2 separate regions of the Triticum aestivum genome follow, and region 1 is linked to region 2. The links are chromatin contacts, called in public Hi-C maps. All regions are on one chromosome and are shown on one strand. The core of a region is the stretch at or near the end of the contact, and the rest is flanking DNA. Distances in the headings are between cores, read along the strand shown.

Region 1 (6,257 bases), core at 146-2,645, 680 kb before region 2:
CTCGCACGGCTACCTCGACCACTACTACACCACCCTACGCTCTCGGCACCATCGACATCGGCACAAAGGGCTATCACCTCGCTTGAGCAACTCTGTCGGCTTCCTTTACAGTCAACACGTCCGCAACGCGACACCGTCCACGACGCTCCCGCTACGACTACGGGCGGATGTCAGCTAGTCGGCTGCTATTCTCTCCAGTCTGACCGTCTACAACGCTCCTGTTGTTCGCAACGCTACCACTACGACTGCGGGGGGATGTTAGAGATACATTTGGTAATTAGAGATTGTCCGAGATTAGATAGGAATTGTTTCCATCTTATCTCTAGGAAGCGTCTTGCCCTCCAAGTCTTGTACCCAATATATACTCGCCCTCGAGGCTCAATAATATCATCCAACGCATTTCATCGATTCCACCAATCCATCTCTATCCCTTCTAACATTGAGCACCATTGGCGACTTCATAGCACTTGATTCTTGTGTTTTTATCATGTTTATTTGAATTCTTAGTTCATTTGGACCGTATGTTGTGTTAGAATTTGGATGGTTAAGTTTGAGAATATAAAATTTGATGTGTATTTGACTTCTGAGGTATAGAATTAACATGTTGTGATCAGTTTGGAAACGGTTGGATGAACTGGCAAAAGAAAATTTTGAAGGGATTAAGTTCTAGGCAATCTACTCGATGAAGAAAAGTTTATAATCCCCTTAAAATCATAAATTTTGGGGATAGGAGGTACGTTTTGGCATTATAGGTCAGGGGGATCTGCTAGAGATGCTCTAACCCAATCACCGTATAAAATTGAACACAAGCCTGTTGCGGGCAAGCAGTAGCCTGGGGAATTAAAAAATCGAAGCAAAATGCAAATGATTCATCATAATCACGATAAGAGAAGAGAGGAACCTACCTCTCTTGGCCAGCGGTATCCCAGATCTGCGCCTTGACGACCTTATCGTCGACCCTAATGCTCCTGGTGGCGAACTCGACCCCGATTGTGGACTTTGACTCCAGGCTGAACTCGTTGCGCGTGAACCGGGTGAGGAGGTTGGATTTCCCGACGCCCGAGTCGCCGATGAGCACCACCTTGAAGAGGTAGTCGTAGTCGTCGTCCGCCCGGTACGCCATTCTTTGGTTTCGCCGCGGTGGTCACGGGCCAGGCCCTCGTACGTTCGTCCTCCCCTTCGTCCTCGCAGAATCGGTCAAGCCACCCGCTCTTCCCGCGGATGGCAGCTCGGAGGTGGCTTCTGGGGCCGTCGGCGGCGGCGCGCGCTTATCGGAGTTACAGCAACGGGATGGGGTGGTGGGAGGAGGAGGAGGCGCCGCGGAGAACGTTCTTGGAATGGCAAGGGGCAGGAAGGACTGCTCGGACGAGCGAGAGAACGAGCGTTGCTGACACGTCATCACGTGTGGAGCTTCACAAGGCGGACGCAGCTGGACGGCGCGGCGGGGCGTGCATGCTCCGCGGATCACAAATTTTCGTATAAAAGTAGGTAACTGCAACGCGGCATATACCTATTTTAATAGTTTAACATCAAAATCAATTTTATTTTTTTGTCTTCTTCACCACTGTCTTCATTTCTCCGCCTCCCCAATTGAAGCCCGCCACCTCTATCAACGATGCATCCGGCTCACAATCCCTCCCTCCACCCCCACTCAAACCCATACTTAAATTTTTAGGAAGGATAATGTCTCATATTTGGCCTCTATCATGGCATCCAATCAACTCATCTCCCCGGCGTATTATCAAGAGATTATAGTGTATTATATTTGCCACCACAATAGATGAAAATAATGTCATGGAAATCGATCAATCACATTCACATGACAAATCGATCAATCACAGTCACATAACAAACCATGTACATTTAACTTCTCATTATATTAATTCACTTACGGTAGGAGGTTCTTCTACTATTCAGGTTAAAAAATAGCTTTTAAGCCATTTAATCAAGTAAGAATAAATTGAACGTCGTTCCTTTTTAGCAGAAAGGTATTCGACGTTGTGAGAACCAGTAACAAGGACCTTTATCCTTTATATTAACTAAGATCTACTCCATGAGCGCTTAAGATATTCAAATACAATGTTGTGACATCGCCTTCAGCTTCAGCTAATTATCATAGTCTTTTAGTATACCTTATTCAAAATTATCATTCAATGGAATCATATTTCATAATATTATGCAATGAAACAATGAAAAAAAATTACTAAATAAATTGAACAGAGATTGTTAAAATTATTTTCATGAACCAAATAAATGCATACTCATATTACAGTACAAGGAATTTCTGAATTAAACTTTTTTTACAGATTTACGAGTACACTAAAAAGTTCCCCCTGATCACAAAGCCGTCATACGTGCCAACCAAGTTCTTCCACTTTCGGACTCGCTGCCGATAATGCAAAGGTTATCCCTCTTCATATTTCATAAACATAATTACGTAGAGATCATGTTTAGCTTCTTCAAATGATTGCATTAATTAGAACGAGATTGTTTGAAGAAATGTCTAAGTTTGGATTTAACCATGCTACGAATGAATTAAATTTCTCTCTCTAATACGCATGAATCATACATACATATGTTTCCCAATTAAAAAACACACAAAAAATGTTTTTCTTGTTACCGGAGGTGAATCCTTGTTTCCTGTTGATTGCCACCCCAGAGGAGTTCCATACAATTGCAGGAAAACAACGTGAGATTCTTGACTGAAACTTACGATCGAGTTGTGGTTTAAATCTACCAAGAGTTTATATGGCACGTTCCCTGCTGCAGAAAATACAAGGCCGATGCTAGGCGTAAGCCGACTAATAGCTCGTACCTATAAGCCGCCTTCATAATCGTTCGATCGTGCATATCATAGCCGTTCGCTTCGATGTCTCGTGGATCGCAAATCCCCTTCCACGCACACTTTCCTCCGCAGGCATCACCATGCAGCGCCCCAAAGGTTGCGCTCCAGGCATGCCTACCAGCACGGCGGCGCACCGGCGATGCCCTCCGCGGCCCTGCCTTGCAGCATGCACTCGACGACGCCTAGCAACACTTGCATCACCGCCGAAGCTGTTTCACCGTAGCACCAGCGACAGCTGCATCGCAGCGCCGGAAGCCACCGGGTGCTGCTCCACGACAGCACCGACGACGACCCGACGAAGCTCCATTGCAGCTCCGGTGCTCCATTGCAACTCCGGCGGCGCTCCACTACAGCCCCCACGGCGCTCCACTGCAAGCTTCAAACGACTTCGGCGGTGCTCCATTGCAACTCCGGCGACGCTCCACTGCAGCCCCCACGGCGCTCCATTACAAGCTTCAAACGCCTCTGGCGGTGCTCCATTGCAACTCTGGCGGCGCTCCACTGCAGCCCCCACGGCACTCCATTGCAGGCTTCAACGCGTCTGGCGGTGCTCCATTGCCGCCGAGGGTGGGATCCTTCGGTACGAGTTGCAGTGCTATGGTCACCACGGGGAGCGACATTGCATTGCAGGTTGCAGTATCTTCCGTCGTCGCGTGAGGTTAGCGCCGTGGTGTCCACCATGAGCGATACTGCGATGCAACAGCTCCCGTCGTCGGCGAGTCTAGCACCATGGTCACCACCATTACGACGCTGCGTTGGAGCATTTGCCGCCGGCGAGATATGCGGGTGTCGCTTGTGCTCCACTGCAGCTCGGCCGCCGTGGCGAGATCCACGGGGATGCAACCCCTGGTTTTGCAGCGCCAGCGGACGGGGTGAGAAGCAGCGCCGGTGCCGCCGGGATGAGAAGCAACGGTGGCCCTGGCTTTGCAGCGACGGTGATTGGGATGTGAAAAGTACCATCCTTACTGGTGGTCGTGAGTCTTGCTGCAACGCGCAAGGAGCGGCCTTGCGGGACGGTGGAGGAGCATGCAGCGGAGCTCCTCGCAAGGCCATGCGGAGCAGCATGCAGCGGAAAGCAAAGGAGCTGGGATGCGTAGCGAGGAAGCAGAGGAGCTGGGATGGAAAAAGAATGGGTGGTGGAGCAGGGCTCATCTTTGGATAAGGGTAGGTGGCGGACGCTCGGGCGGGGGCACGTGGCAAGCGATGAAGGCGACTTACGCGCACGCAAAATCAGTCGGTGGGAAAGAAGAGATTTCCAAATACAAAGCATATCGATTAACTTTCTATTGATCGTGGCGCAATGCAACGGTTCCATAATCCCAGTGTTAGGAGGGAGATCGGGGGCAGTCGGAGAAGATTCCTACTGCATGCTAGAGCTGCACGATTTCCCAGTCCGTGTCCGTGTGAGATCCTAGTAGATATCACCGACCCTGAAGCTTTCATCGCGTCGTGATATTACATCAGAAGCCGAAAACCGAAGACCAGAGCATAAAAACCGAGAACCGAAGACCGAAGCCGAAAAAACCAAAAACCGAGAACCAAAGACCGGAGCCGAAAAACCGAGGACCGAAACTTCGGTTGTTCGCTCGGTCACAGAACATCAGAAACTGATATTACATCGGTGGATTCGGTTGTTCAATCCTGTTGACCAAATCTCCCGAATTAACCGAACACATGCAGCCCTGCGTCGTGCATATTAGGGCCATCGTACTAAGCCCACTAGAAAAAGCCCAATAACTACTGAACGTCGTATCCTCGATTCGCTAGATGCTTCGCCCTAGATCCCTCATTACATCACATAGCGGCGCCACCTCCTTTTTTCCCTTCTCGCGCAATACCAGTGGCCGCCGGCTGCGTGCTTGCATTTAGGCCACTACTAGGCGCCGGTGCGCCGGCCCAACTTTGGGCCGGTCGTACCAGCAGCGTCCGATTAAACAACCCATAGCCGTACGGTTCTCTCCTTTTCTTTCACCAGGCGTCTTCTTCCTTAAAAAAACTTCCAACACGCTGCCATGGATGAGCGATGTGCCCGGCCTGAAAGTACCGCCCCGGTGCGCTCGCCTGTAGCCGCCCTCCCCGCCGGTCGTCGTCGTCACCGCCGGCCGCAGTTGTTTCCGCCGGCCGCCGTCATGGTGGAAGCAAAAAAGAAAAGCTGGATCCAGCTAAAACAGAACATGGTGGAAGCAAAATTTGAAGTTGTTTCCAGTAAAAAATTATGGTGGTAGCAAAATAATTTGCTGGATCCAAACTTCTGATGATGCATGTGCTAGCAGTCAGGGTGGCTGGCTACATCATCTCTGCGTCTCCAGCTCGCCGGGTTCGAGTGCCAAGCAGCAAAAAATCTGGAAGCAACAAAAATCTTCCAGCAAAAAACTTCACCCCAGGTCGAAGTCCGGTGGTCGGTTGAAGCAAAATCAAAAATGCTTCTAGCAAAAACAAACTTAGGTGCCAACAAAAATGACATGAGCATTTGAGAGCTCTGCAACCGATGAAGCAAAAAATTATCTTGGTTCCAGCAAAAAAATACACCGGTTCCAGCAAAAACAAAAAATTGGTTCAGCAAAAAATGCATCAGCAAAAAATTGCCACCCTCTCTTGCAGCTCCCCCAGCAGCCGGTTGCAGCTCCGGCATGCATGATTGCAGCTCCCGATGTTCGAACGGCGTTGGATACAACACTCCTTGCTGCTCGATGTAGCTTCCCCGGCGAGGCACCGACCTTGTAGCACATACACCAGCTAGTTGCAGCAGACAGGGGCACCAGTTCCAGCAAAAAACAAAGATGTTCAAAAAAACGAATGAGGATGTAGCAAAAAACAAAGGGGTTGTAGCAAAACAAAATGGTGGATCCAGCAAAAAAATATCGGTTCCAGCAAAGCCCCTCGGTTCCAGCACAAACTCGCCGCCGTCGCCGTGGCCGGGTGCAGCTTGGCCATGGCGACCGAAGCACCTGGCTGCGACGGCTATGGAGAGGGCGCGTGTCCAGCTGCCGGCGGAGGCAGACAAGGTGACGAGCATCACAGCCGTGGAGAGGTAGGAGCCGTACGAGCACCATGGAAGGAGCTGCTCGCCGGGGGATGGTCGTGCCATGACTGACGAGATTGGGATTGGGAAGAGAGAGACTTGAGGGGAACGAATGGCTGTAGTGTGTTCTGAAGAGATAATACGAAGAGGTAGGCGGTGGGTGGTCCCAGATGCTCACCTAGTCACGTGGAGAGGAAAACTAAAGCGAGCTACGCGGCGCGACCGGCCGAAGCTTCGGCCGGCGCGCTGTCTCCAAACGTTTTCCTTGCATCTATGCGTCTTGCGTGGTGGCTGCAGCCTGCGACTATGCACACATGCGTCCTACACGGTGGCTGCCGGCGGCGCTCATGGCTCCCTCGCGACGGGTAATGGCCGACGACGTCCATCCCT
Region 2 (6,180 bases), core at 3,375-5,874:
TGAGAGTTTAATTCTTTCTAGAAAAAGATCATGCTCTAACAAATATAAGTGAAGAAAAAGAGCATTCTACAAACAACGGTTTTCTATGTGAAGAGAAATAGGCAATCCAAACTTCAAATGATATAAGTGAAGCACATGAAGCATTCTATAAAGCCACACTCAAAAGATATAAGTGAAGTGCAATGAGCATTCTATAAATCAACCATGGACTATCTCATACCAACATGGTGCATAAAATAAAAGTAAAAACTAAGCGCAAAAGATGCTCCAAGATTTACGCATATCACGTGAACGAAATAAAGACGAAAACATATCGATACTTGTTGAAGAAAGATGGGATGCCTTCCGGGGCATCCCCAAGCTTAGATGCTTGAGTCTCCTTGAATATTTACTTGGGGTGCCTTGGGCATCCCCAAGCTTGAGCTCTTGCCTCTCCTCCTTCTCCTCATATCGAGACCTCCTCGATCTTTGATCACTTCTTCCACACAAAACTCAACAGAAAGCTCGGTAAGATCCGTTAGTATAATAAAGCAAATCACTACTATAAGTACTGTTGCAAACCAATTCATATTTTGTTTTTGCACTGTAGCTGCTGTAGTATAACTTCTCCATGGCTTATACCACCGATAAAAATCTATAGTTTCATCAAAACAAGCAAAACAATGCATCAAAAAACAAAATCTGTCTTAAACAGGACAGTCTGTAGTAATCTGAACATTCACCATACTTCTCGTACTCCAAAAATTCTGAAAAATTAGGACAAAATTAACAATTTGTATAGAAAGACTTTGCAAAAAGTTTCAGAAACTTTCGACGTTCTAGTAAAAAATGTAAAATCGCGCACTACAACCAAAGTTTCTGTTTTTGCACCGCACATACCAACAAGCAATCTACTCATCATAAAGGCAAATCTTGTCACATTATTTTTATAATACAATGGAATTGTGCAAGGGGATAATTATTTTTGTGAGAATCTTCATGAAAAATTCTACATTATTTCCATGAGCATGAACACAAGTGTTCAAGGTCGACCCTCACTTCTCCAATGCATAAATTCCAAACGCTTCTATTTTGTGAAAAAGTTTTTAAGTTCCCCTATATATTTTTTGTTTCTAAACTTTATAAACGCACTCAACAGAAATAAATGACTCTCTAAAACTTCCGGGTTGTCTCCCTGGCAGCGCTTTCTTTAAAGCCATTAAGCTAGGCATAAAGTTCTCAAGTAATCCACCCGGATCCCAAGGTATATCAAAGCAAATTTTAATTAACAATGATTTGGCATTTAGTAATGAGCACAAAGCAACATATATCATGCAATGACGAAGTCTAACTCTCTTCCTATGCATCGGCATGTCATACAAGAACAATTCATGCACATCAAGTAAAGGCCAATACATAGCATAAGAAGTTTCTTGCAATTTTTTTGTGTTGGAAACATAAAGAGGCGGAGATATAGTTCCTCTATCATAATAATTGCAAGTAGGAGCAGCAAGCACATGCATATTATATTCATCAAAATTATCATGTGCAATGGTAAAAGGAAACCCATCAAGTACTCCTTAATAAGTGCAAACTTCTCCAATATAGTGTAGTTTGGAGAATTCGAAAGGATAATAGGACTACCATATGTGGGTGCAATAGAAACAATTTCATTCTTAACATAAGAAACTATAGCAAGTTCATTTCCATAAGCATAATTCATATTGGCATCATGGCCACAAGCATAGCAAGCATCAAGTTCATCAAAAAGGATATTTCAAATGAATCAACGGGATCATAGCAATTATCACAGCATTCATCCTTCGGTAATAACGAAGGAAAATTAAACAATGTATGAGTTGAAGAGTTACTCTCATTAGAAGGTGGGCACGGGTAGCTAATCCGCTCTTCCTCCTTTTGTTCTTCGCTCTCCTCATCATCTTTGTCATCCAATGAGCTCACACTTCCATCAATTTCTTCTTCCATAGATTCCTGCAAAATGTTAGTCTCTTCTTGAACAACTGAGGAGTCCTCAATATATGGTTTAACATAGGCATTAGAAGCATAATTATCATAGCAATATTTAAGTATGGCAAATTTTTCAGATTTGTAAAGAGTAGGATCATACTTTTCAATCAAAGAAGCAATTTCATAAGCACCCTTAAAAGCAACAAATTCTTCAATTTGTTGAACATCATAGTAATTATAAACACCCTTAGCATACGAAGATACGATTCCATCATCACTAAACTCACATTGGTAAGGAAGGTGTATCTTAGGGTCTTCAGAACAATAAGTAAAATCATATAATTCACATAAATTCCAAGCATAACATTGCATAGTATTAATTTGATGCAGTAGAAGTTTTTGTTTTTGAGATAAACGGTGTCACACAAAACAAGCATGCTCATCTAATGATTTTCCCTCAACTAAGCTAGTTGGGTTTTTAGCACGAGCACATAGGGATCGAAGATGATCTAAGTAAAAAGCTTTAGCAGTATGATAGATATTGGGTGGTTCTTCAACTATAGGTTTAGTAGGTACAACTAATTTATTTGGTATTTGCGTTTCCTACCCATAACTAAAGATAGAAAACAAAAGCACAAAATAAAACTACTTAGTGATAAAGCAAACAAGCACACACGAGAATATTCACCCCAGGCTATTGCTCCCCGGCAATGGCGCCAGAAAAATGTCATGATAACCCACAAGTATAGGGGATCGTTTGTAGCCTTCTTCGATAAATAAGAGTGTCGAACCCAACGAGGAGCTAAAGATAGAACAAATATTTCCTCAAGTTCTATCGACCACCGATACAACTCTACGCACACTTGACGTTTGCTTTACCTAGAACAAGTATGGAACTATTTTGCAAGAATAAAACTACGAGTACTTTGCAAGAATAAAACTATGAATAAATTGCAAGGTAATAAAAGTGGATAGCTTTTGTCAACAAGAAAGTCATTTGTCCCTAGGTAATCGATAACAAGTACCGGTAATCATTCTTGCAATTCTATATGAGGGAGAGGCATGAGCTAACATACTTTCTCAACTTGGATCATATGCACTTATGATTGGAACTCTAGCAAGCATCCGCAACTACTAAAGATCATTAAGGTCGTGAAACCCAACCATAGCATTAAGTATCAAGTCCTCTTTATCCCATACGCAACAACCCACTTACTCGGTTTTAAGCTTATGTCACTCTCGCAACCCACCATAAGCGAATCATGAACGTATTGCAACACCCTACAGCGGGGACACCTCATGTTTGCGCGAGACGGAGGACACCGTAAGACAACACCATAAATAAAATATACAATCATAGCAACCAAGATCACGATTAACCCACATGACAAAACAGATCTACTCAAACATCATAGGATAACCATAGATCATTGGGAAATAATATATGGAGTTCACCACCATGTTTAAGTAGAGATTACATCGGATAGAAGGGGTGTTACACCGCTGCATAGAGGGGGAGAGAGTTGGTGTTGACGGTAGCAAGATTGTTGATGCAGATCGTTGTCACGATCCTAGCCCCGGCGGCACTCCGGCGCCACCGGGAGAGAGGGGGAGAGAGCCCCCCTCCTTCTTCTTCCTTGGCCTCCCCCTAGATGGGAGGAGAGTTCCCCCTCTGGTCCATGGCCTCCATGGCGGCGGAGGGGCGGGAGCCCCTCCGAGATTGGATCTCCCTCTCTGTTCTCTTCTGTTTCGCGTTCCCCAGATTGGCCCTCACGTTTCTTAAATTCCCGGAGATCCGTAACTCCGATTGCGCTGAAATTTTACACGATTTTTTCCATAAATTATCTTTCTTGCGCTAGAAGTAGGGCCCCAACCGACCTTACGAGGTGGCAAAGACACCTGGGGCATGGGCCCTGGCGCCCTGGGGTTGTGGGGCTCGTGGGCCCCGTTTGCGTTGATTCCACCTCCAAAAATCACATATATTCCAAAATAATCTCCGTAAATTTTTATCGCGTTTGGACTTCGTTGATATGGATTTTCTGCGAAACAAAAACATGCAAAAAACAGGAACTGACACTGGGCATTGGATCTATAGGTTAGTCCAATAAATCATATAGAAAGTTGCCAAAAATATGTGAAAGTTCTATAACATTGGCATGAGACAATAAAAAATTATAGATATGACGGAGACGTATCATGCACGGGGAGAGAGGGGGCTGCGGGTGGGGTGCGTTCACCGACGAGGCAGGGGAGGCTTATATAGCGGCCCGGGGGGGGGTGTGTCGTGTGTACGCGTGATGGGAGGGGGCGCGTCGCCTCACCGCGCCGCCCGTGAGGAATCAATGGAAGGCTGACCGGCGACAGTCTTAGCATTGATTCCCCGCGGGAAACCGAGGCGATGAGGACGACGAGGCGCGGGGGTCGCTGACTCAGCGGGCCCGCCGTTCTTTCGCGCCAAAAAACGACTACCCGGCGCGCTGCCTGTGTCCGTCGGCGCTAATTTCGGTTCTAACCGGCAAAAATTGGGCTTCTGAGATGTGATTGGACCGACTTTTGGGCGCCCGCGCTAAAAAAAATGACCTTGGGATGTTGGGGTGTGGCTGCAGATGCTCTCACGTATTCTCTCTCTTCGAAACTACGCCACAAAGCCTATGCTACAGTACTCGTAGCTGTAGCCAAACATTTTACCACTCGCCCACTGGTACTGCATAGGAGCCGCCGGGCCCCGCTCGCCCGCCGCTACATTTTCTGCTCTCTTCTGGATAAAGGAAGGCTAAGCCCCACCTCTTTCGCTTCCATTTTCCACCCCCACACAATAAATATACTTGGTCACTTATATCTCTATAAAGTTGCGCTCGTGTTTCCCCTAAAAAAAAAGTTGCGCTCGTGCTCGATTCCGAGGAACGGCCGTTGCTGGTGGTAAGGCGATCTCCGGTCTCCCCCCGATTTAACCCTTATTTTGATGTGATCCGTGGTCTGATCGCCGTGATTCTTTTCCCGTTTTTGCTGGCTATTTCCGGGATTTCCTGTTCGTTTTCTGATTTCTCTTCGCGTTGGTTCGTACATCTTTGGGGATTTTGGTCTCGTCGGGTGATTGTTTCTGGCTCGAGCATCGATTTTGGTCGGTTCTTGCTTGTTGCTTGCGTGTAGAAATGGACTTTGATTCGTTACTTACTTTGGATTAGTGCGGTTATTTTACGAGTCAATTGTGGCGCAAAATTGACAAATATACTCCACTATAAGAAAGGGAAAAAAAATCTCCAGTGGCTTGTATAATTGATTGGTCAACTTCAATGTTTTTTCTTCTATTTTGTCTACGCAGGCGCCAAGACTTACCTTCTGATATGATCTTCTGTAAGGAGTTATCCTGCTAATATGGGTGTTGGATTGTGCGCGTACTGCAATTAACATGGAAATTACAGTAATGATAAATATTTACGGATTTCTAATGCTGCTGTGGCAATCAGCACTGATTAATTATGCTGGAAGCTTCAAGAAAACGATGAAGATTATGTTAACTCCACTGTGCTAGATTAATTTACAGAGCTGATTGTAAAATCTATAAACATACTGTACTAGATTAATTTTCTTACTAGCATTTCACTGCTATTATTTCTTAGAAGGTGCAGAAATAATTTCCCATTTGATTTTCCATTTAGGCGGTCTCCCATTCTGATCAAACTTCCTTATTAATCATTTTAGCTTTTATTATGTAGGCACATTGATGGCAATGGAGGGACCAATTCTTTGTCGCCCTATAATGCAAGCAAGGCTTCCTGCTGCCCTTGTCAACAACTCATTGATCAAATCTGGGCAGCTTGGCACTGCATTCTTGGGTGCTGTGTCTAAATACCGCAACATTACTAGACTAGTTTCTCCAATCTCTCAGTCATCTTCAAAGAACTTTGGTCCTATTTGTCATAGCTTCAGCTCCTCATCTGATGGTAATGGATACATGGCTGGAAACTTCAATGAAAATGATGAAGATTATGTTAATTCCACTGTGCTTGAAGCTGGTAATCTCTTCGTGCCATGGTGGTTTGAATATTTTTCTGTATCATATATGTTCAAGAATTACATCAGCTTAAATTTGTTTGCACTTAGATTACTTTTTTTATCTCACTAATTATGCAAGGTTTGTAAGTTCTCTGGTGCATCACTAGAGCATTACTGGTGTTAAATTTTAAGTATTATTCTTATTATTACAAGTTCCATTTCCGTGCTCATTTTTTT

What was found. Hi-C and Micro-C count contacts between places; a contact is called where the count stands out from the background.
Region 1: a Hi-C map of leaf shows a contact between it and region 2, with 4 times the contacts expected there. The contact joins the promoter of LOC123165079 here to the promoter of LOC123164920 in region 2. A contact is called at or near these places in 2 of 5 Hi-C or Micro-C datasets (both in leaf).

The regions. Positions count from the first base shown.
Region 1 is chr7D:329,169,071-329,175,327 of IWGSC CS RefSeq v2.1, reverse strand. It overlaps LOC123165079 (ras-related protein RABA1f), which reads right to left and starts at 1,395. Exons shown (of 2, transcript XM_044582706.1): 1 at 906-1,395. The coding sequence starts at 1,123.
Region 2 is chr7D:328,490,186-328,496,365 of IWGSC CS RefSeq v2.1, reverse strand. It overlaps LOC123164920 (bifunctional nuclease 2), which reads left to right and starts at 4,624. Exons shown (of 10, transcript XM_044582529.1): 1 at 4,624-4,866; 2 at 5,664-5,963. The coding sequence starts at 5,672.